Regions from separate parts of the Lactuca sativa genome. Here all the other regions are linked to region 1. A link is a contact called in public Hi-C data. All regions are on one chromosome and are shown on one strand. The core of a region is the stretch at or near the end of the contact, and the rest is flanking DNA. Distances in the headings are between cores, read along the strand shown. Region 1 holds the start of LOC111900803 (zinc finger protein CONSTANS-LIKE 14). Region 2 holds the start of LOC111876138. Region 3 holds the start of LOC111882323.

The links. Hi-C and Micro-C count contacts between places; a contact is called where the count stands out from the background.
Region 2: a contact with region 1 is called in a Hi-C map of leaf, with 3 times the contacts expected there. The contact joins the promoter of LOC111876138 here to the promoter of LOC111900803 in region 1. A contact is called at or near these places in 2 of 4 Hi-C or Micro-C datasets (both in leaf).
Region 3: a Hi-C map of leaf shows a contact between it and region 1, with 4 times the contacts expected there. The contact joins the promoter of LOC111882323 here to the promoter of LOC111900803 in region 1. A contact is called at or near these places in 3 of 4 Hi-C or Micro-C datasets (leaf and seed).

The regions. Positions count from the first base shown.
Region 1 is chr3:214,099,504-214,104,512 of Lsat_Salinas_v11, forward strand. LOC111900803 (zinc finger protein CONSTANS-LIKE 14) reads right to left here and starts at 2,545. Exons shown (of 4, transcript XM_023896684.2): 1 at 1,663-2,545; 2 at 1,036-1,206; 3 at 458-687; 4 at 1-210. The coding sequence starts at 2,424. The coding sequence ends at 120.
Region 2 is chr3:213,888,451-213,893,459 of Lsat_Salinas_v11, forward strand. LOC111876138 reads right to left here and starts at 2,271. Exons shown (of 10, transcript XM_023872668.3): 1 at 1,654-2,271; 2 at 1,498-1,572; 3 at 1,370-1,425; 4 at 1,151-1,283; 5 at 964-1,060; 6 at 804-870; 7 at 259-447; 8 at 20-174. The coding sequence starts at 1,855.
Region 3 is chr3:214,252,036-214,257,044 of Lsat_Salinas_v11, forward strand. It overlaps LOC111882323, which reads left to right and starts at 2,573. Exons shown (of 6, transcript XM_023878681.3): 1 at 2,573-2,872; 2 at 3,723-3,821; 3 at 3,901-4,009; 4 at 4,110-4,181; 5 at 4,313-4,318; 6 at 4,399-4,692. The coding sequence starts at 2,685. The coding sequence ends at 4,518.

The DNA of each region.
Region 1 (5,009 bases), core at 1,295-3,794:
CTTATCAAACAGTCGTAGGTTACCACTAGCCACTAGGCATGTGCAAACACAACCACTATCTTTCAACTCAAACCTACCCTTTTATCAAACTAACTTCCACCACAAACCACTTTAATAATTCATTCAATACTCTTCACAAATCTTCCCTTTACTCGTTTTCTCGTGTCTGCTCTCGCCTTCCGTGACTCGTATCGGATGCACTTGTCGTACCTATCACCATTTTAACGCTATTCATCATAACCAGCAGAACTAGACTGGACAGGACTAGACAAGCTTTATAGATATGAAGGGCATTTACGTCTTTTGCATAAACGTTAACAAGTTCCTATAATCCTATCCCACCTTTTTTGGGTAAAGGACAAAAAAAAGTTGAGATTTTTGTCCCCATTTGTCAGTCCAGTCCAATGTACGCCAAACGCAGTACAACCTGTTCTGTGTCTTGTCATGTAGTGTGTACCTTCGTGTTTTCTTTTTCTCCTTGTAACGTAACATTGCGTTACATCTATTTTGGGCAAGTTGTTGCGGGTCTACTTTGGTTGTTGCGGGTATTTCCATTCCTTGATTGGTTGCTAAAAAGTGTTCCATCATTTGACCATCAATTGTGGGATTACTTCTATTGGTTTCCATCATTTGTGTTTCAGCTCGGTTGTCGCTCTCCATAGTTGATATGCAACCCGATATTTGCTTCTGAAAAGGAATAGCAATGTATTTTTGTTACTTTGTTTATTACACCGAGGTTAAAATTAAACCTTCTTTTGGGACAAATATAGAAAAATGAATCAGGATAAGGGGAATGCAATGTTTTCTACTTCTAAAACACTTAGAATTCTATCCGGTTCTAATTCGAGCCTGATGTGAATGCAAACCTCTTAACAAGACTTTCATCCACAAAGAAATAGACAAAATGGTTTTGAGAAGTAGCAAAGTTTCATGAGTTTCTCGAGTACCCATAATTACCATTCAAAACCAAATGAATAACTTGGGGTTATAAATGCAAGTAGATAGAAGAAACACTAAGTAGTACAAGATGCTTACATTTTGTGATGTGGTGCCAAAAGATATGTTTATGGCATCCATTTCTTTTAAAACTTCCATTGTTGTGAAAGAAGCATCCTCAACAAGGTCAGTACAATTGTTTATTGCAAAGCCAAGATTATCACCTCCTGCCTCAGAAGATCTTGATCTTCCTAGATTAAAATCCCATATCTGAAATCAAAATGGTAATAAAGATGAGCCTTTATAGTTATATCCCACTTCATGTAACTACTTATCTTATATCCCCACAATAAAGTGGCAACAAACATGTGTTGGCACAAATCACAATATAGTTTGTAAAAGTTTCCATCTATAGAAAGAAATACACAAAGAACAAGAATTTCTGGTACTTGATGATTAATCTTTAATAAGTACAAAATAAGTTAGCCAAGACTGGTGGTGACTATAGATGATTAGATGGACACCAATTGTATTTGTTGCTGTGTTTATGCACCTCCAGTACTAGAGCGAATGTAAGATGTTAATTTCTTAGGTTTTGTTGTGACGCAGCCTAAAAGGTAAGAACAAATATGGATAGCGATTGTTTAATTGGTTTTATAACAAGATCAAGAGTAATATGCGGTAATGTTTTTATCAATTTTCTAATCAAGTTATTTAATTCCAAACCTGACTGGTTTGGCGTTTAGGGCTATAGCTCCACATGTTACTAAATTCAGTGATACCCCCATTATTCGCTTTTGAATTCGCGGGATTCTGGGGCGGCATAAGCAAATACGTTAATGGAGTTTGCTGATGCAACAGATCCTTATCGTCTTGTTCCTCATACTCAAAACCTTCTGAAATATCCCTCGGACCACATCCACTCGGTGTTTGAGGCCCCAATTCAGCTCCATCTCCGTCAAATCTTTCTTTCGCAAGCTCCACCAGCTGCTTATACAAAACTTTATTATGAACTCCGCAACCCGAACCTCTAGATTTCCAGTCAACGCTCGGAACCTCATCATAACAAGGAGTTTTCTCATGTATCGTTGCTAAATCTTGAAAATTCGTAGTGGAATACTTACTTTCACACGAATTGCCGTTAGAACCAGAAGATTTCAGATTAAATCCCCAAATCGAGGCCAGCTGAAGAGGGGAAGGGCAACCGGAGAACTCTTCAACAGGCACACGACTGTGATAAGAGGAAACGGAGGAGTCTCCATGGAAATCGTGATCACAAGAGGTGCAGAGGAGAAGATTATCAGTTGAACAGGCGACGGAAACGGCATCAGATCCGCAGTTGTCACAGATCTGAGAACGGAAGTGCTTGAGAGATAAAGCATTTGCAGAGTGTACGGCGTTGTCGCAGAACAAACAAAGCTTAGCCGAATCGGCTTTACAGTACAACACCGCCGATCTCTGATTACAGAAATCACAGACACAAGACATAATCTGATCTCTGAAGCTTTTAGGGTATTGATGATGAAGATTGAATTTGTGATGAAAACGATAAAGGGTTATAAAAATCTTGGGAGGATTTGGGAAACGACAAATGGGGCTTTTTCTGCCCGAAAAGGATTGTTTACGTGGTATATTTATTGCTTTCGTCAACGCTCCCGATTTTGACTAAGATTAAATCAACAACAAATTTTCACGTGTTTTTAATCTGTTTTAACTTTAAGTAGCAAATTATTGGAATTCACTTTTTATTTATGGTAATCATATTTATTATCTGAGGAATCATAACTTACAAGATTGGCTTTTCCGCTTTTATATATTTGTATTTGTGTCATCTTTAATGTATGTCTTTAATCCATTGGTAAAATCTTTTATGGGCTATTTCCATATTAACTCTATTCTTTGATATTGACAATGTATGACATGCCTTGTGTTCCTATCTGTCTTCTTTATTATCTCTAATCATTTATGGTTCATTTCCTTTGTTTTATTGACTTGTTTACTTTATTAATTCCTCCATGGCTCTATAAATATAGAAGGGTCTCTTACACTTTACTTACCCATATATTTAACCATAAAGGAATAATTTTTATGTAGAATGAGGGCACACACAGAGATACGTGGATGGAGGTATGCCGACGTAGTAAGCATACAAATAAATTGGGTTGTAATGAGGATGTGACTACTTTCTATGTAGCACGATTTAAAGATGGAACAAGTAAAGTGGATCTGTATAAATCCTTTGGTAGGACATTTACATTGGTGGGAAGAAGAATCAACGAAAGCAAAATTTCCCGTTCATCAAATACGTTGGGGTGAAAGACGCAAGAACTCTGGAAGAAGAAATGCAGGGTGGCATACTTCAGGGCATAACACTTTCTTCTAACTTGGCCAGATACCAGAAGGATAATACTCACATTAGAAGACCTCTACGAAGTTGACAAGCTAAACCTTAGACAACCTTCATTGCCAAGAATGGTGTTAGAGACTCCAGGACCTTTGCGCAGGTGGCATCAGGTACTAAAGAAGTTTGTCATAACAATTCTCCCCCCATCCTACTCAACCCTGAAATTGTTATGAGCAAATGGATACGAAAGAATTTGCTGATAGGGGAAACCCATAGTCTTGATCATATTGCCAATTTGCCAGCACCTACTCTCATGTACGACGGAACAAAATATCTTGGAGGTCTGAGAATTGCCATTAAATTTGAATCGTCGAAGGAAGCCTGTGAATTTTTAGAAGACAAAGGTAGATGGCAAGAATGGTTTAAGTGGATGGTAATATGAGGGCAAATGGATACAATTTATGAAAGGTTAGCATGGTTTAAAATCAATGGTGTTCCCCTAAAATACTGGGGTGAAGACAGTTTCTCCGGTATCGTTAGTAGATTCGGGAAAGTCACAATCTCATTAGATAACACTCATAATAAGAGAGATCTATCCATGGGCAAAGTTGGAGTAATCACATCGAGAAAGAAGTGGGTCAATGAAGAGTTCCAAATCAACGTAGATGGTGAATTACACTCAGTTAGGGTCGTTGAGTATACAGATGATTGGTTGTCATTCAAACCCTGCCTATTCGAAAAAATGGCAGGAAAGTATGACTCGAAGGATAGTGAAGGAAAGGATGAGGACGAAGGAGTATCAGATACGTTGATGCATAAAGACGATAACGAAATAGAAGAAGGGGAATTTTGGTTGGGTGCCACACCGGAAATTCAACCGGAGAAGATGATTGGTCATGAAGGCAAGGTAAAGTCTCCGGGGAATCTTGAGAATGTAAACGAGGCTACTGTAGAGTCCACGGATGTGGTTCCCCAAGACACGAAATTAGTCAACGAAGGCAATAATTACGAAACAACCAATATAAATGTGGCGATTGGAATTCCTCACTATTTAAAGAATGACGTGCTAAATGGAGATACAGTAGGTAGAAGTGTAACAGGTACGAATAATCTTGGTGTGGATCATATTTTAAATGATGTTGGGCCTAGTAATAATATGGTGTTACTAGAGCATATTGGACTGATCCCTAATATTACCCCAGCAGCCCAAAACATATTCACAACCCAAAGAGCCGACTTGACGTCTAGTACAACGCACCTACCCCAGCAAATGGATACGAAAGAAATTGCTGATTGGGGAGGCCTATAGTCTTGATCATATTGCCAATTTTCCATCACCTACCCTCATGTACGATGGAACAAAATATCTTGGAGGTCTAAGAATTGCCATTAAATTTAAATCATCGAAGGAAGCCTGTGAATTTTTAGAAGACAAAGGTAGATGGCAAGAATGGTTTAAGTGGATGGTACTAGGAGAGCAAATGGATACAAGCCATGAAAGGTTGGCATGGTTTAAAATCAATGGTGTTCCCCTAAAAAACTGGGGTGAAGACAGTTTCTCCGGTATTGTCAGTAGATTCGGGAAAGTCACAATTTCATTCGATAACATTCATAATAAGAGAGATCTATCCATGGGCAAAGTTGGAGTAATCACATCGAGAAAGAAGTGGGCCAATGAAGAGTTCCAAATCAGCGTAGATGGTGAATTACACTCAGTCAGGGTCGTTGA
Region 2 (5,009 bases), core at 1,021-3,520, 210 kb before region 1:
GTAAAATGACGGATCTAACCTTGTTATGGGAAGCGTAAGGCAAAAGTTCAAACATGCTTTCTTGCTCTCGGTTAATATTGCTTCGGCTGCAAGAAAGCAGCACACGGCGCTGATGTGGCACGATGGTTCGCTACCCTTGTCAGTGATTAGACCATGGTAGTAGTATGCTGCAGCCTGATACCCAAAGATATTGATTTAAACACATGTGCGGGGGGTATTTTTGTAAATTTAATAAGTTTAGTAATGCAAAGTGCAAACCTTTGCTTCGAGGTACTTCCATTTGATAAATGATAGATGTTTTTTTCCGTATCCATTGAGGTCGTGACAGGTGGACAAGCAGTAGTGTGCCTGACCGAAGTAACTTAGTTGCTCACATGCTAGTCTTCTTTTTACGGATAAAGTTGCGTTTTTACTTTCAACCGCCGAAGCAAGCTGCATTTCTGTTCCCTGAAAGGATAGTCATAACCGTGTTTGTAAAAACACAAGATAGAACAAAACAGTACAAAAGTATTGTACTGTTTTAACACCAACAGTAACAATACTATCAAATAGTAAATACAGTAGTATTGTTAGTGTTGCTGTTAGTGTTTTATAACACTAACAATACTACAAAATAGTATGTAGTGTTTTGTAACACTAACAATACTACAGAATAGTATGTACTACCGTGCTTTACTGCTGAATAGTAAAGCATAGTAGTAATAAGAGTGTGGTCTAAATTAGACTTGAGAAAATTAAAAGCTGTCAAACACAGGAAAGCATGTTTTATCATCTACTGTAAAAGCTGTCTAAAAGGGACATACCTGTGCTAGTGCTTGAATATAAGCGGCCTCAATTACATTCTCCTGCAAATCTACAGGAAGCTTCATCCTGATCATAAAGCAAGATGTGAATTACATGATTTGGTCCATTAATATGAATTTTTTGTGAAGATCAATGGCTTATTTGAAAATCTAAACGTACTTGATGTGAGGTGGAATTCGGACAAGAATTTCTTGAAGACAGAATTGAAGGTACCCAGCTGCCTTCACCAATAAGTCGACAGCGCATCTGATGTTATCTATGGTTAACAAGAAAAATCAAAGATCAATCGAACTTTTTCAGAGACGGATTTGAAGTTGGATGATCGTAATAGATAAGGGTTTCGTACCTGTAGATTCGACTTCTTCAGTAGTGACAGTTTGATTAGGAATTAGTTTTGAGTTTGCCTCCATTAATGTCAGCATCGCCATCATATGAACAACAGATAGTAATTCAAACCAGGAATCTGCAACACTTATTTCCTGTTCATCGAAGTGGATATTGGATTACAAAAGGAATTCACATGAACAGAAAATCGAAAAGGGTATTGAGTTAATCGAATCCTTACTTGTCGATCGTCTAAACCTTTCCATTTGAATTCAACGAGTTCTCGGAAACCAAGTTCTGATACGCAAATTAACAACGAAATTAGTACGAGTATAACTAATCTATCGAATATACGAAAACGTTATAAACCTTGATCAGTGAGGCCAATTAATAATGGTAAGTACTCCTCCAATGCACGTAGCAATTCAGGAACAGCTGATACATCTGCAACAAGTTACAGATCCGTAAAAAACTGCAGGGGATTTAACAAACAGATTGAAATTAGGGAGCAGAGAAGAATCTAACCAGTTTGTTGCGATAGTAGAGCAATTTGATTCCGGGAATAGGTAAGACGATCAGCCAAATCCTTGGGAACAAGGCCTTTAAGGGGTTTTTGGAAATTGGAGTTTATAGGAACTCGAATTGAAGGAGAAAGTATGGTAACAAGAGGGATCTTCATCTGCTTCTTATTCCCTCCAACCCTGTAAACAGAAGCTGCACACCCCATTGTGAAGTTGTACGTTGTGATTATGGATCATAAATCGCTATTCTATAGACAATTCACAGGAATATTAGGCAGATGATGTGATGTGTATGAAGCTTCTTGTGTATTGGATGTCAGATGGAGATGGGAAGAAGGATACGTGATTTGATGGATTCTTTACTCCAATTTTGATTTGATAGAAGCATTCGTGCAACTTGAAGCTGTCTGCGATATGGGAAATTAATGGTGTACATTGTTTCATACACCTGGAATTGGATTAAATAAATGGGGAAGCTGAGCTCAGATCTCTTTGTGAATTCATTCATGGCGTTAGCATGTGCATGTACATGGGTTATTGTGTTGGATGAGCGCAGATCAAGGACCAGGGTAGCCATGATTGAACTTCATCTTGGTAAAAGTGACTTGTTTCATCTTCTCTAACATCTTACCTTTGAACAATTGATTATAGAAAGGATGACCAATTAATTTATATTTTTTTATTAACTAGTTTATGTAGTAAAATAAAATTTTCATCGATTTTTGTGTGTTTACATTGTTACTGATTCATGCAACCGACTAGTAGTGTAATGCATAAATTGATAAGTGACATATTAAAATATGCATACATAAATTAATAAACAAGTTATAATAACAACTATTATAAGGATCCGATGTCGTTCCAAACAAAACAAGTATTAAAAGTGGCAAAATAAGAGTTTACACAGATTCAGGAATTTATCAACATAAATAATTTTACATCATGTTAAAATAAGTTGGTCGATTCTTTGCTATTATTGTTCATTAACTCTTGAAGACAATTTCATCTCCATGTGTTTTGTTAACTGTAGATTTTAACAACGAAGGTGTTTTCCCATCTAAACTTCTAGTATACTTCAATGATCTTATTGCTTAAGTTAAAGATATCTCTTTTAGTTGTACAGAGTATAAGGATTCCATCTCTTTCTTGAAATGTTAACTAAAGACAAATGTAATGATATTTATTACTATGCTGATCAAGAGTCATTGTAGGTATGCTAATGGTATTAGAATAAGCATATATGTGGACTGCTCTCAATGAACCTTGATTGATTAGATTGAGGAGGAAAGGTTAGAATTTGGGAACGAAGAGGATGAATATGAGGATTGTGATAAGGACGTCGATGAGATTCAGATGCTTGTCATGTCACATAGTATTACATCACTTCCCCTTCAACATTTCACAAGGAACGACATCGGATCCTTATAATAGTTGTGTAAACTATTATAAATTAGTTTATATTGATACATAAATTAGTTTATATTGACGATTAGTTATTGGGAAATCTCCAGAAAAGTCCTAAAATTTTACCCTAATTTACGAAAAAGTCTCAAACTAAATTTTGTTTACGAAAAAGCATGAATTACCGGTAAAAATGGCGATTTGACCCCTTGTTTCCGGTTTATTGGTTTTATTACTTACCTTTTTTACTAAAGTCCCATTATTTTACCTTAATTTGCGAATAAGTCCCAAAATAAAATTTACTGATGATTTGACTATTTTCTCTATATAACATACATTTTACCGGTTTCATTGCTGATCTGGACACCTAGTCATTAAATGAGATGATGAGATGAATATGTTAAGTTATATAATGCTATGTTTAGCATAAAACTTGATATCTTGATATATTGTATATCTTTTTCGAACATAAAATGCATCCAACGAAGACTACAATAATTACATAAACTAATAACAACTGCATTATTTTTTACGTTTATAAGAAATATCAAATTGTCTATCTAATCTTATGTAACCCAATATATCCATCTCATCAGACATCAACTCATTTTCTGCCATTTTTTCTTGGAAACACACATTTTATTGGTTTCATTGCTGACGTAGATACATAGTAATAAATGAGCCGATAAGATGGGTATCAAATTTTACAATAAATGTGGGCATTATATAACCCATCATATTCATCTTATCAGCTAATTTAATGACTAGGTGTCTAAGTCAACAATGAAACCGATAAAATGTATGTTAGAAGAAGAAAAGGGTCAAATCATCAGTAAATTTTATTTTGGGACTTATTTGCAAATTAGAGTAAAATAATGAGACTTTAGTGAAACATGTAAGTAATAAAACCGGTAAACCGGAAAAAAGGGGTCAAATCGCCATTTTTACCGGTAATTCATGATTTTTCGTAAACAAATTTTAATTTGGGACTTTTTCGTAAATTAGGGTAAAATTTTAGGACTTTTCTGAAGATTTTCCTTAGTTATTTCGCGCAAATACTAAAAGATACCCTTGTCATAAATGGAACATCGAAAATTTTCCAATTACGTTCGGTTTTGACCATTCACCAGGACTCTTTTAGGTACCCGGTTTGCCAAACTGAATTTGAAAATGCATTTCAAAATCAACAAAATCGAAAGAAAAAAACCTATTGTTTTTTGTGTCATTCAATAAAAATGCAAATGTTACCATTAAAAAAATGAAATTGAAAGCATAGTGTAGCGTAGTGTCTTTACGGGTATGCATTATTTTACGTTGTATTGCAACCTATACTCACATGTTATAAAAAATATTAATTTAAATTGATTACTTACAACCTAAACTATGAATTAAAAAAGCTATGAATGAAAATAGTTTGTTATGTAAAGGTCATTATGCCATTTTATAGTGTAATTGGAACGATCCCATAAATATGGTAATTGGAACTTTGGTTTGAGGTGTTTCCAAACACATGGTGACATATAACATGATTGATACTATTCTAGATACAAAAAGTTTAAATACAATGAAATAATTGAAATATGACACTACAAATTAATTGATAAAAAGATAATGACGCACCAATAGCAAAAATATCATCCTAAAGAATAGTAGAAGTAATAGCATTTATTCTTTGGAAACTATGCTTAAAACACAAAATTCATCTAATTAGAGAGCTCTTAACATCTAAGTGAAGTTGCTTGAATGTACGTTTAACATAAAATAAGAAGCAAACAGAAGCACTAAGCCTTAATCCAAAAATTCAAGTTTATTATTTACTAAAATCATTATACATTCAAGAGTCAAACCACAAACAAAATTGCAAGCAAATAGCTTTTACAATAAGAACCTTTACTTACTCTCTTTATAAAGAAAAGCAGCAATATACACACATGTATTTACCAATTATAGCAACCTACT
Region 3 (5,009 bases), core at 1,323-3,822, 150 kb after region 1:
TAGATCAAAATAAGTGTCAAAATCAGAAAAGATGATTAAAATATTTATGAATTTCACATGGCATTTATTTATATGAGAATGTAGGTAGGTACAAAACATTTATTTATTTTTACTTTTTTTATATAAAAATATAGTTTTCCGCCAAATGACAATATCCGATTTATCTAGATTCAGATTGGATATTTTTGATGGATGCAGATGACATCCTTCATAAGATACAAGGTTCTGATGGTTTCCATCTCCAACACCTTGTTCTTCTAATTTTTTCTGTCCATCCTTTCCGGAGAAGAAAGGCATCTCTTCTCGGCTTGTATTTCTATATTTTCAATGCACTTTAACAGATTCAAATATTGTTTGTTCTTTGTTATTTTCAAATTCGACCTCCAACATTTAATGTCAAATAGTGTTTGAGATCGGTGTAGAGGAGATGAAGGTTAGTAGATTGGCTAACATTCTTTGTTGTGAGCCCGGTAAATACCCTTGTACTTATCTTGAGCTCCAGATAGGAGCCAATATGAAATTTGCCAAACACTAGAGACCGATTGTGGAAAAATTTAAAAAATAAACTATCGAATTGGAAAGCCAATAATCTCTCGTTTGGGGGAAGTCTTACCCATGTTAAAGTTGTTTTGGGTAGTCTTCCGTTATTTTATTTCTCTCTTTTCAAGGCGCCGAAAAAAGTAATTGACAATTTGGAAAGTATTAGAAGAAAGTTTTTATGGGGGAGAAAGGAAATAAAATGAAGATAAATTGGGTAGCATGGAACACTTTGACTAAACCGAAAAGAAAAGGAGGTCTTGGTATTGGGAGTCTCCGGTCATTGAATTTGGCTCTGTTAATCAAGTGGTGGTGGTAGTTTAAATTTAAAGTGAATAGTCTTTGGACGAATTGCATTAAAGCTTGGCATAATGTCTCTTGCATTGATGGCAAGCCATTAGCCAAAGCTAGTCTCCAGGGAGTGTGGCTTGTTATTTCCAAGCTAACTGAAGATATGGAACATTGGGGAATTAACTTGGAAGACTTGTTTGTAAGGCGTCTTGGAGCGAGAAATAGAACCTACTTTTGGAAGGACAAATGGTGTGACAGTGTAGTGTTGAAAGATGTTTTTCCGGAACTTTATCGCATTGAAGTGCAGAAAAATTGCATGGTCAGTAACAAAATTCGAAACAGAGGTCTAGATGGAATTCATGGGCAGTGGTCGACAAATCCAAGGAGAGGAAGGGAGGCAACCGCTTTATCAGATTTAAACAACAAAGTTGTTGGTGTGGTGTTGACAAACATAGCTAATTCGTGGGTTAGGAAAGGTAACGAGCAGTGTTCTAAAAGGCGTGTCATGGCGTGAGGCGTGGCTTCGCCGTTACGAAAAAGCCTCATAACGTTGCTGTTAGGCGTGGCGCGTGGCAAGACGTGATATGGCGCGCCATGGCGCGTTATGGGGTGTTATGGCACGTGTTTTTTCGGTTGAGACACGTTTCTTTGCTCTTTGTTATGTCCTTTTCTAATCAGGGATACAAGTATTGTGGTTTTTGTTAACTTTTTGTTATTAGTTATTGATCTAACAATTCTAAAAAGTAGTTATATTTAATATAAATTTATATTTATGTGGTAATATAATTTTAAATTATTACAAAATCGCCGCCTTACATCACGTCTTGAAAAACGCCATGACTCGCCATGACTCGTTAAGCTTGAGGCTTGACCTTGCCACCACACCACGCCTCACGCCATTTAGAACATTGGTAACGAGACAGGTGGTTTTACAGTTCAAAATTTGCGGAACTTGATGGCTACTGCGGAAGAGGTCTCAAACCCGTTTCCTTTTCATTGGGATGGTTGGGCTCCTCTAAAAGTGAATTGTTTTGTTTGGCATTTATGTTTAAATAGGATTCCAGTTGTCGACAACCTTCTTGTTAGAGGTGTGACTTTGCCATCGTATCTTTGCCCGCTCTGTGGTATTGAACAGGAAGATGTCGACCATCTGTTTTTTAAGTGTAGTTTTGTAAAAAAAAAGTTTGGAGCTGGTTATGTAACTGGTCAATGTTATTGAATTCTGTTCCTATGAATGTTTCTGACATGTTGGGGGTGGTAAAGACTTTGGTGTTGAATAAGAAAATGAAGAAATTGCTACGTGCCCTAATATATTTAGTTTTATGGAGCATATGGAAGTCTAGAAATGCTTTAATTTTCAAAAGTGTCGGGAGCAACCCAATGAAGACAACCGATGATATCCAATTAATCTCTTTCAATTGGTTGAAATATAAAGGGAGATTTAGTTCTTTATATTGGTTTAACTGGTGTAATTCTCCTGTTTCTCTTGTTTGTATGTTGTAACTTGTCTAGCGTCTCGCTAGTTTCGTTTCATTGTAATTATGTCGTTCGGAAAAAAAAAAAAAAAAGATATATCCGAATCAAGTTTTTTCCTGGATACAAGAGCTATCCGGTATGTGCACCAGTTAGTTTGGGTTGAGCAGAGCAGGCCTTCATGGGCTTTAAACACCTACCTAACTAAGTGAGTGGGTCGAATCTGATTTCCGAGACTGAAACCCTACTCTTTGACTTTGATTTTGATCTATCAATTACGAACTTGCGATCATCCTGATTCCTAACTGGATCTCAGAAAATAAATATATATTGAAATACTTTTAAGATCCGACAAAATCTCAACCTTCACCTCAAACGGAAAAATGGCGAAGATCACGATGATGAATTCTCTCCTCTCTCTAGTATTAGTCTTCTTCATAGCCTCATCATCGGCAATTGCCGGCTCCGATTCTCCTTTCATCGTAGCTCACAAGAAAGCTACACTCAACAGACTCAAATCCGGCGCCGAAAAAGTCTCCGTTTCTATCGACATATATAACCAAGGATCTGCGTATGTAGCTTCCACCTTCTTTTCTCGTATTTACTTTACATAGATCTCTTCATGTAGTTGCTCCACAAATTCGATTTGCCATCTGCACATTCCGATCCATATTTTAGGCGTTTGGTTGCTTTCTTATTCCATGGATCTGAATAGATCGATGGAATCGTCTATGCTCAAGGCCTCAAGCCATCTAATTAATTATGGATCCGGTGTTTCTGTTACAATCGGATATTGATTAGACAGCTATATTCTTTAGCTATGAATTATGAATTAAGCCTTTCAAATTTCTAGCAAGAGATGATAATGAAGCTTCCCTTATGTACAATTTTTGTTCCAGGTAGAAAAAATTGCTAATTTAATGATAAGACTTTGTGGTCTCAATCATTTCGCTATACCATTTAATACAATACAAGTTGGTTCTTTTCGAACTCAGAGAATCTGATCAATTGCATCACCATAACAGTTAACAAGAAAGTGTCTTATGTTTGGTCTTTGATCATCAATATTTTTCTCTTGTTTTTGCCAAAGATATATTTTCAAATTTCAACTATGGTGAAAGCATTGTATATTTCCTCTTATAATCTATGCTGAAAGCTTGATAGAGGTAACATTGTCTTGCAGTTGCAATATGATCATTGAGAAGATATTTGACCTGAAGCTCATTGTAATTCAAATAGTTCGAGTTATAATTATAAACTCAATAATGTTACTAATTAGTAAAAATACATAGAAAGGAGTATGAGTTTAGGCATATTTCCATGAAGCACTTCCATTTCATTGTTTGTTTATACAAAGTTTTGACAAATATATCAATTTATTTCTTACATAATCTCACACTTTCCCCCTCTTTTCCATCCAGGGCTGCTTATGATGTTAGCCTCAGTGATGATGGCTGGTCTTCTGAGATATTCAGCATCATCTCAGGGAACACTTCAACTTCATGGGAAAGACTCGATGTGTATGTATAATCATATTCTTGAATTGATTTTTTCTTTTCTTGAATTGATTCTCACAATAATTACTTGTCATATTTTCAGTGGTGCTGTTCTATCACACTCTTTTGAGTTAGAGTCAACAGTGAAATCTGTCTTTTACAGCACACCTGCTGTTATTACATTCCGTGTCCCCACAAAGGCTGCACTACAGGTTAAATTCATCATTCATGGAAAATATGAATTAATTTTATTATTATAATTTATAAATATATATTATGTGTTTAGTCTAACAATCTTTTTTACTGTTGCAGGAGGCATATTCAACCCCACTTCTGCCTCTTGAAATCCTATCAGATAAGCCACGTGAGAATACATTCGATCTTGTAAGTCTTTTACTTTCTAAAACAAATTTATATAAACTGATTTATAATTGAAATAAAAGTCTTGTTAACTAATAATGCATTGCTGTGTTCTTGTGCATGAATGTGTGCTTTGATGGCTGCTACTCTTTCAGGCTAAGGTAAGTTACTAGAAATTTGGACAAATGTGAAATGTCGTTTTTAACCCTGAATTAATATCTTACATTATGTAAATTTGCAGAGGTTATTGGCGAAATATGGGTCATTAGTGTCGGTGATTTCCATAGTGGTGCTATTTGTGTATTTGGTGGCAACTCCATCAAAGGCAGGTGCTGCAAAGGGAAGCAAGAAGAAGCGTTGATAATAATTTGTCAGATTTTAATGTGACCTTTGTTTTAGACTCAGTTTTTTTTGTAAAATGTCTTTAAAGAGATAGTTTGAGAGGCTTTGTAGTCTTATGTTTTCATACATGTGAAAGAGTTAAATTACGGATTAATTAATTTTGCAATGGCATTAACTAGGTGTTATGTTTTCATTTTCATTGTGAGTTTTGTTAAAGACTGTATACAATATGTCTGAAACATGTGAACTTCTTTCAAAATTTATACTAATGCAACTTCTTTCAAAGATTTCTACTTGCGCAACTTCTCTCAAAAATTTCTACTTATGCCTAAAGGAAATTTGGGTCCTAAACTTTCCTCTGAATCACCACAGGGTATTATTGATCAATTGAAAAAAATCAGGCGCAACTTCCTGTGGGGAGGTGGGGAGTTGAAGCGAAAAATTCATTGGATCGACTGGTCAAAGGTCATTGCCCCCATTGCGGATGGTGGCCTTGGCATCTCCACTCTA